Linked DNA regions of Rattus norvegicus: region 1 is linked to region 2. Evidence: chromatin contacts called from public Hi-C data. All regions are on one chromosome and are shown on one strand. The core of a region is the stretch at or near the end of the contact, and the rest is flanking DNA. Distances in the headings are between cores, read along the strand shown. Region 1 overlaps Dgkd (diacylglycerol kinase, delta). Region 2 holds the start of Dgkd (diacylglycerol kinase, delta).

Region 1 (3,782 bases), core at 1,259-3,758, 70 kb after region 2:
TTTCCTGTTTCTGGGAAGCATCTCACATCATACAGTTTGTTACCTACCCGAGTTCTGGCCTTGGCTGATTACTGCTTCTTCAGAGAGCAGGGGTCCTTGTTGGTGAACATTTAAAGGATACACGTAAATATTTTTCTCACCACTTGGAAGTCAAATGCAGCCTTGATGCTCAGAACTTAGGTTCAAATCTGAGGCAATGTCTTGTTGCCCATCCTAGCTTGTGTTCTGAGGACTTCCTGTGCATCCAGCTCCATTAGAGACAGAGTCTGTAAGGTCCCCAGTGAGAAGGCAGTATACTTGAATGGAGGGAGGCACTGGTTTCTTTGGGATAGGCATTAAGGGAGACTACGTTAATCTAGTGTTTTAATTTCTCTTTGTGCTAGCTTCTGAGGAGATCTAGTGTGCCCACTCCATACACTTGCCTTCACCTTCTCCTATATGCATGCTAGGGACTGAGTCAGACCTTGGGGGAGCTGAGGGCTCCAATTATTTGCTGAGATATTTGTCTCTTTATTCATAGCAAGCCATTAGGCAAAACATGACAGAACTCTTGTTTGAGAAGGTTTTATTGGAGGTTCCTTAAGGACTCAGAGCAGCAGTAGAGGCTGAGCCTAGCTGCCCTTATTGGGGGAGGGGAGGGCTGGGCTAGCACATGAATGAGGAAAAGCAAGAATGGGGTTTCTTGGGCCTAGTATTTGCCTGGGATAGGGAAGATTGTGCCCACAAGTCCTCCTAGGAGCTCACATTAAATGAGACTGTCATGGTACTCTGAAATGTGTGTAGTATCTTCCTGTTTCTGGTTGGAGGAGTTGCTGGGATCTGGATTTCACACCACTGTCATCTATGAGCCAAGGGGCTGGGCAGACAGACATCTAGGCAGCCTTGTAGACCCCCCCTGTATACATACCTGGGCTTAGTCTGGGTCCAGGTTCAGCCACATGGGACAGGGTGTTTCCCTCAGCTTAGGACAGACAGACCCATCATTTGTCGCTTAGACTATACTCATTTCCCTGGCTTCCCATTCTTCTACAGCTTACGATTATTTCAGAAGTTTGACACCTTCCGGATTCTGGTTTGTGGCGGGGATGGCAGTGTTGGCTGGGTCCTCTCTGAAATTGACAGCCTCAACCTTCACAAACAGGTACTACACATAGGTGTTGAGAGGACACCCACTGTAATGGACAAATGGGAAAATCACATAGGTCAAGTGAGCTGTAAACACAACTTGGCATCAGGCTCTGTGTGTGGGGGGGGAATGAGGATGGGAGCTGTAGTCCCCTAAGCTCCAGCTCTTTCCTGGGAGGTGATGTGCCTAATTGCTGGATGCCTCTGTCTAGAGAGGAAAGGAAGAAAGAATCTTCAACCTCCAAAGTTTGAGTTATGGTTCAACTTAATTGCCTAGTTTTTAACACTAAAATAAAATACATTATCCTGATTTCTTACTGTGTTCATTGAATTTTTACTCCCAGTCCCCCTTTTTGGCAATTAGCCATTGTGTATATTGTCATAACCATCGCTCAGATTGTGTCAATCCACACCATCCATCTGGTACTCACCCGCTAGTGGGTTACTAAACTGCAGAAATAGTGGTGTGTGTGTATTTCCACGTGTGTTCCTTGAACAGCTCAGTGTGGCAGGTCTCCACGGGATGTAGTGGATGGACCTGAACTAGCACTTCTCCCCAGTTAGTGCAGGAGCTGGAGGGCTGGGACAACCTTGTTGATATCCTGTTCATGTTCTAGAATCTTCTCTTTTGAGGAGCCCCTTATTTAAATTTTTAGTGCCAAATTGCATTTGTCAGGGATGCTCCAGTTCCCATTCCATGGACGGTGACTCGGAACCGCCCCTTGCCTTGAGGCTCATTCTTTCTGATTCACCCAAGTCTGTAAACAAAGTCTTAATCATATAAATATAATGATAATGTTAATCACAGCTTTATTGGAACGCTGCTTTAAACGAATCCCCTGTTCATGGTTTTTTGCCTTGTTTCCTGTTGAGGTAATCAAATTGGCAAAATAAAAAGCAGCTGTCTCTCTGTCACTGAAAGATCAGTTTTTCCTGCCAGGCAGTGGTGTCACATGCCCAGTACTTGGGAGACAGAGAGGCAGGTAGATTTCTGAATTCGAGGCCCGCCTGGTCTGCAGAGTTCTAGGATAGCCAGAGCTGCACAGGAATCCTGTCTTGAAACGACAATACTACAAAACAAAACCCAAAACAAACAAACCAGATTTCCTTAGTTTTCTGGCTTGTCATTTTTCTCTTCTTCATAATTTTTATCGTTCTTTAGTTTTCAGTGATTTTGTGTTCTTTGTGTAGTCTCACTCACCAATACTATTTTGTGTTTGTCTGGAGAAGAGATGGTGTGGGACTTCCTGATAGCCACACCATAGCTCTAGAAAAAGAAGCAGCACCCCCCAGTGGTGGGACTGTAGTATACAGTTTTGTTGACTGACTTTTGATCTTAATGTTTGGCTCTCTAGGAAGACTATGAACGTGGTTCTTGTACTCAGTCACGCTCTGTGAACACTTGTCTCCTGTGGCTTCTTTGTACTCCTTAGAGCTCTGTCCGCTCTCTCCTGCACCCTGTGTTCCCCAGCCCTGCATGTGGTGGTGTTTCTCCTCTTGGCTTCTAGTACATGCTAAGTGGTCAAACCTCAAGTGTCCCACCACCCTCATCCTTTACACTTTTCCTATGGGGAAAGCTTTGTGATGCATTGGAGTTTGATACCATGTCAGTTTGGGGGACATTCCGGGGTTTTTGGGTATTGTAGGTTTCCAACCTTGCCTGTCACTCGGCTCCTACTTTGCCTGAATGTCTTCATGCATCCAGGGCCTAAGGAGAAGCCCCACAACCATTCCTGATTCCTTGGTCTTCCTCTTCCTCATTTCAAGCTAGTTGCTAGCTTGCCCAAATGACCCCAATCCTGTTGTATCTTCCCTAGTCTGGGCCATTCATAGGCTGCTGAGAGTGACACTCCCTAGGACAGTTACAAGCCTTGGTCCCTCCCTGCTTACAGCAGACTTTACTAGAGCCCATATTTGCTCCTCCTTCTCTGTTCTGCCTTCTTCCCTTTACTTCTGCCCTCTGTTAAGTCTAGGAGGAGAGAGCAGGGCTGGGGTCAGTTTGGGGAACCACCACCTCATAGGCAAATGGGTGCAGTCTAGGTCTTGTATGTTCAGACAGCCTCAGCATGGTGTCTGATAGGACCTAGAAATCATCAGGGGACTTTTAGTGATGTGGAATGGTACTAGTGACAGCTTTTGGAAAGTGGATTTGGCATCAGTGAATGAGGTGCATAGTAGGGTAGAGAGATGTTTGGGGAGTTAGAGGTCGACTCTTCAGGTGTGAGTATCTCAGTGTCTTTGGGAAGGGAGTGGTTGTAGAAACCAGGGGTTTTCAAGGGTTGATTGCCAAGACATGTGAATAAGTGAGGAAGGGCTAGGGCTCCTGGTATCTGCTGTTGATCCCAAAGCCCATCTGTCCCCTCTGGTGGGCTCTGCTGAGAACGTACAGGCCACAAAGTTCAGATCAGAGTTCCTGCGCTTCTTGTGGCTATTGATTGTGTCAACAGGGTGGTACTGCATGGGAATGGTTCTTACTCTTGGTGTCTAAGGGAATGTTTTCCTCACTGTTTTCCACCAGTGTCAGCTAGGTGTGCTGCCCCTGGGGACAGGGAATGACCTGGCCCGCGTTCTCGGCTGGGGCTCTGCCTGTGATGACGATACACAGCTCCCTCAGATCTTGGCAAAGCTGGAGAGGGCCAGCACTAAGATGCTGGACA
Region 2 (4,026 bases), core at 883-3,382:
ACTGATTTATGGGGAAACTTCCTTCCGCCACATATTCTCTGCCTTTCTGCCCATGTTCTATTTAGGAACTTCCCTCAGGCCTTGGCTTCCTGGGAGGCCAACCCAGCAGTACTCAGATGGAGGAGATCAGTTGGTCTGAGTTCACACTCTGCCTCCCTGGCATACTTAGGGGAGTGATACCTGAGACTTCCGCCGCTGTTAGGGGCTGGTTCCTATTGGTTCTGCGGGGGTGTGGCTGAGGGGTGTGGCTGAAGGGCCTGTATTTCACCGTGCATGCACAGGGGCTCTATATGGGCAGTTGTCCCTATCAAGAGCTATAGAACTTGCCTGTGCTAAAAGTACATACACAAGGGCTAGAAAGATGGCTCAGCGGTTAAGAGCACTGACTGCTCTTCCAGAGGTCCTAAGTTTAATTCCCAGCAGCCACACGGTGGCTCGCAACCGTCCGTAATGGGATCCAATGCCCTCTTCTGGTGTGTCTGAAGACAGCCACAGTGTACTCACAAAAATGAAATAAATCTTAAAAAGAACAAGAAGTACATACATTATGATAGCTGTCAAGCCATACGAGGCTATTCAGTGCTGCAAATGTGACTAGTGTCACTGAGGAACTGAAATTTTTGTTTTCTTTGAGACAGGATCTCCTCTGTGTAGCCCTGGCTGTCCTGGAACTGACTCTGTAGACCAGGCTGGCCTCGAACTCAGAGATCTGCCTGGCTCTGCCTCCTGAATGAATGCTGGGCCACCACTAAAGTCATGAGCCACCACTGCCCAGCTTGGTTCTTGTTTTGTTTTTGTTTTTGTTTTTTTTTTTAAACTAAATGTCATTCTTTAGCCTAGGCTGGTTTTAAGACTAGAGCTAGTTAATAGGCATTTAAATATAAGTACTTGTATGTATGAAGCCAGTGGCTTCAGCACAAGGTGGAGTGCCCTGGTTCACCCAGGGGTCTCAGATCTTTTCCATAACATTGGGGCTGGTCATGCTCTGTGCTGGCTGGGAGACCAGGATCCTAGCCTCATCTTTGTGCCGGATGAAGAACTTCCCATGGTTCCTGGTGGTATCTGACTTGTATTTCCTCTAGAAAGAGTTGCCCAGTGTATGAGGCCCAAAGCTTGCTGACTGGTGGGTAAGACAGAGGTCCCTGGTCTCCAGCAGCAGCATCTGAAAGGGTGAGGGGATAGCTAGACAGAACTCTGCTGACTTGCCTCGTACAGCAGGGCACAGTAGGAGGGTAGCACATTCTTCTGGTTGGCACCAAGTCCTTTTCCACCTCAATGTGCCAAAAAACCCACCCCAGATGGAAGCCACTCCTTTTCAAACTGCATAGAGTCCTCCTTTGGCTCAGTGTAGACTTCATTCTGCTCACTCTGTCTCGCTAGTACCCCATCACTCCCTTCTGAATCTCTCAGTTCCCTTATTTATCTCTCAGCCCCACCCAGTAATTCAGAGTGGCTACTTGCCTCAATACTTCATAGATCCCTGCTTTGTGACCCAGCCAGGCTCAGCTACCTCCCTACAATGCGCCCCCTCCCCTCCCAAACCTGATTTCTTGCTGCCCTCAGGCCTCAGCAGAAAAAGCCAATCCCTAATCTGGTCCTTGAAGTCTCATTTGATCCCACAGCTCACTGGTTCCTGTCCTATTCTCATTTCCCTCCCTCTAAACACCAGTTTCTTTTATTTTACTTTATTTTTCTTGCATTTGGTCCTTCACACAGATCAGACCTCTGCCTACAACACGGTCCCTCGGTTAGGGTCAAGTCCGGCTTACTTTCTTCATCTCTCCTTAACAGTGGCCTTAACAGAAGTTCTGCGTTTGCACGCAGGCATCCACTCTGCAAACTGTTTCACCAATATAGTCCTGCGGCCTCTTAGAGGTCACTTATATTCGGGTGTGAGTGGGGGAAAAAAGGTGTATTCAGAGATAAAAACCAGAAATTGTGTTCCAAGAAGAAAACGACAGAAGACATCAGAATGAAAGAGATGGGTCAGGCAGAAACAACCCAGCAAGAGCCCTGCAAGCCTGCGTCTGCCCCTACTGTTTACGGGGGCGCGGTGGGGTGGGGCGGCCGGCCTCTAGGCCCCGCCCCGCCTAGGCTCCGCCCCAGGCACTGGGCTCATCCCACCCCCGCCCCGCCCCGCCCCCCGCGGCGCGCGCGCTGGCCGGGCAGCATGGCGGCGGCGGCGGGCGCCCCTCCGCCGGGTCCGCCTCAGCCACCTCCGCCGCCGCCGCCTGAGGAGTCGTCCGACAGCGAACCCGAGGCTGAGCCGGGCTCCCCGCAGAAGCTTATTCGTAAGGTGTCCACGTCGGGCCAGATCCGGCAGAAGGTGAGCCCGCGGCGTCGGCCGGGCGCGCGCCCCTCACGCCGCGGTCCCTGCCGAGGCCCGTGACCGTGTGCGAGCGGCCGCCCAGGCCCTGCCGGGCCCGAGGTCCTGCGGTCACTGCTACGGGGCCGAGCGCGCCGCGGCTTAACGGGCCGCGGGGACCGGGCCGCGGGGCTGGGGCTACGGGGACGTGTCTGTGGGGACTGGTCGCAGGTGGGCGCCGCCACTGAGGAGACTGAAGCCCGGCGTGCTGCTGGGGCCGCTGCGGGGACCGCTGCGGGGGCCGCAGGCGTGTGCTCCCCGAGGCCTGGGGGTCTGCACGTCTGAGTATCGGGTGCTGCTTCCCGCACTCACCTGTGTTAGACTCACCCTGGAGTGCCCACCTCGCTGTGGGGTCCTCACCCCTATGTCCTGAAAGGGAAGGGATGCGCGTGGAGTGGCCGCTTCTCCCTCCTTCCCTCCCTACCACCTTTCCTCCTTGGGAAAGCCGGGACTCCTCACCCGCTGGGCACAGAACTCTTCGGTGGAGAACTCCAGCCGCTCGGGATCCAGTGTAGAGACACACATGCCTTTTTGTGGTCTTTTCCTAAGAATAAAGTTGCACCCTTTGCTTTCCTTTTCTGGTTCTTTTTGAACACTGCGGATGGTCTCTTGCTGGCGTGATCCCTCCTTGTTGTTGGAAGGGCTTCCTCAGGCAGGTGGCTGGACAGGTGGTGGAGAGCAGGTTACCACCGTGGGGCAGCCCTGGCAGTTCCGGCTGGCACGGGCGGGCTTGCTCATCCTGCTGCAGTGCGCTTTTCCTCCGAGGCCAGTTAATTACCCTTTACTGGAAGAGCCATTTCTTGTTTTATCATCTGTCAGCCTCTGTTACTTGCCCGGGGTTGTGGGTTGGGGTGTCATTTAGGTGCTGACGTGTTACATTTGTTGTGCGGTATCCAAGTCACTCAGCACACGGGACCTAACACCTGAGTTATTCTAGCTATAACAGTAACAGTCCCAGGGATGGTAGAGCGATTGTATATAATGGTTCTTCAATTTCTCTTGAGCTAGCCTTGCATACTTCACTTGGGTTTTATTTAGAGTTGGTGATAACCCAGTGAGTCCTCAGGATCCCGTTTTTGGGCTCTTATGGGTTAGAAACCAAAGTGGTTCAGTTAAGTGACGGGCCCAGGTGAGGCTCTCACTGATGGGAGGTAGTTTCTTCATTTAAGGGTTCCAGTTCAAGTAGGGCGAGGACACCAGTACATGTTATGTTATAGTAAATGCTGTGTTTGAAAGTTTGGGCACACCGGAGAATGGTCAATGGTTCGTTCAGGTTGAGTGAAAGAGGCAGGACAGGTCAGTCAGGGCCAGATGTGAAGGCAGCCTGCAAGAGAGCACTTCCGAAAGTCATTCTAGGCATGGGAGCCATGAGCAGATGTTCCTCATGAACGTGTTTAAGGAGCCTTGATGCCCTCTCCTAGTGCTTGGTCCTTAAGATGGGTAGTGGTGTGAGGCAGATCAGATCCTGTGACTGAAGGAAGTGCCGAGTGAAGGCCAAGATCACAGTGGAGAGGGTGGGTCCTCAGAGATCCCATTGAGTCCAGAATTTTATTGGTCAGGATGGTCTCCCTGTCTTTCCTGTGGACGAAAACAATAGCTGCTATACCAGCTGTTCTCGTTGGTGGGGAGGGGGAGGTGAGTGACGGCTGTGGTGTTAAAAA

Evidence for each region. Hi-C and Micro-C count contacts between places; a contact is called where the count stands out from the background.
Region 1: a Hi-C map of kidney shows a contact between it and region 2, with 6 times the contacts expected there. The contact joins the enhancer-like site here to the promoter of Dgkd in region 2. A contact is called at or near these places in 10 of 12 Hi-C or Micro-C datasets (the A7r5 cell line, the Rat2 cell line, Schwann cells and 5 more).

The regions. Positions count from the first base shown.
Region 1 is chr9:96,032,378-96,036,159 of GRCr8, forward strand. It overlaps Dgkd (diacylglycerol kinase, delta), which reads left to right. Exons shown (of 30, transcript NM_001427452.1): 10 at 1,033-1,141; 11 at 3,644-3,782. Among named protein-coding and RNA genes, the nearest start is that of Dgkd, 70 kb to the left of the region's middle. Within about 2 kb of position 2,509, at least 1 of the 93 cell types and tissues checked has an H3K27ac peak or open chromatin away from gene starts, as enhancers often do. A contact at or near this core is called in kidney, where this site is marked.
Region 2 is chr9:95,962,375-95,966,400 of GRCr8, forward strand. Dgkd (diacylglycerol kinase, delta) reads left to right here and starts at 2,133. Exons shown (of 30, transcript NM_001427452.1): 1 at 2,133-2,326. The coding sequence starts at 2,171.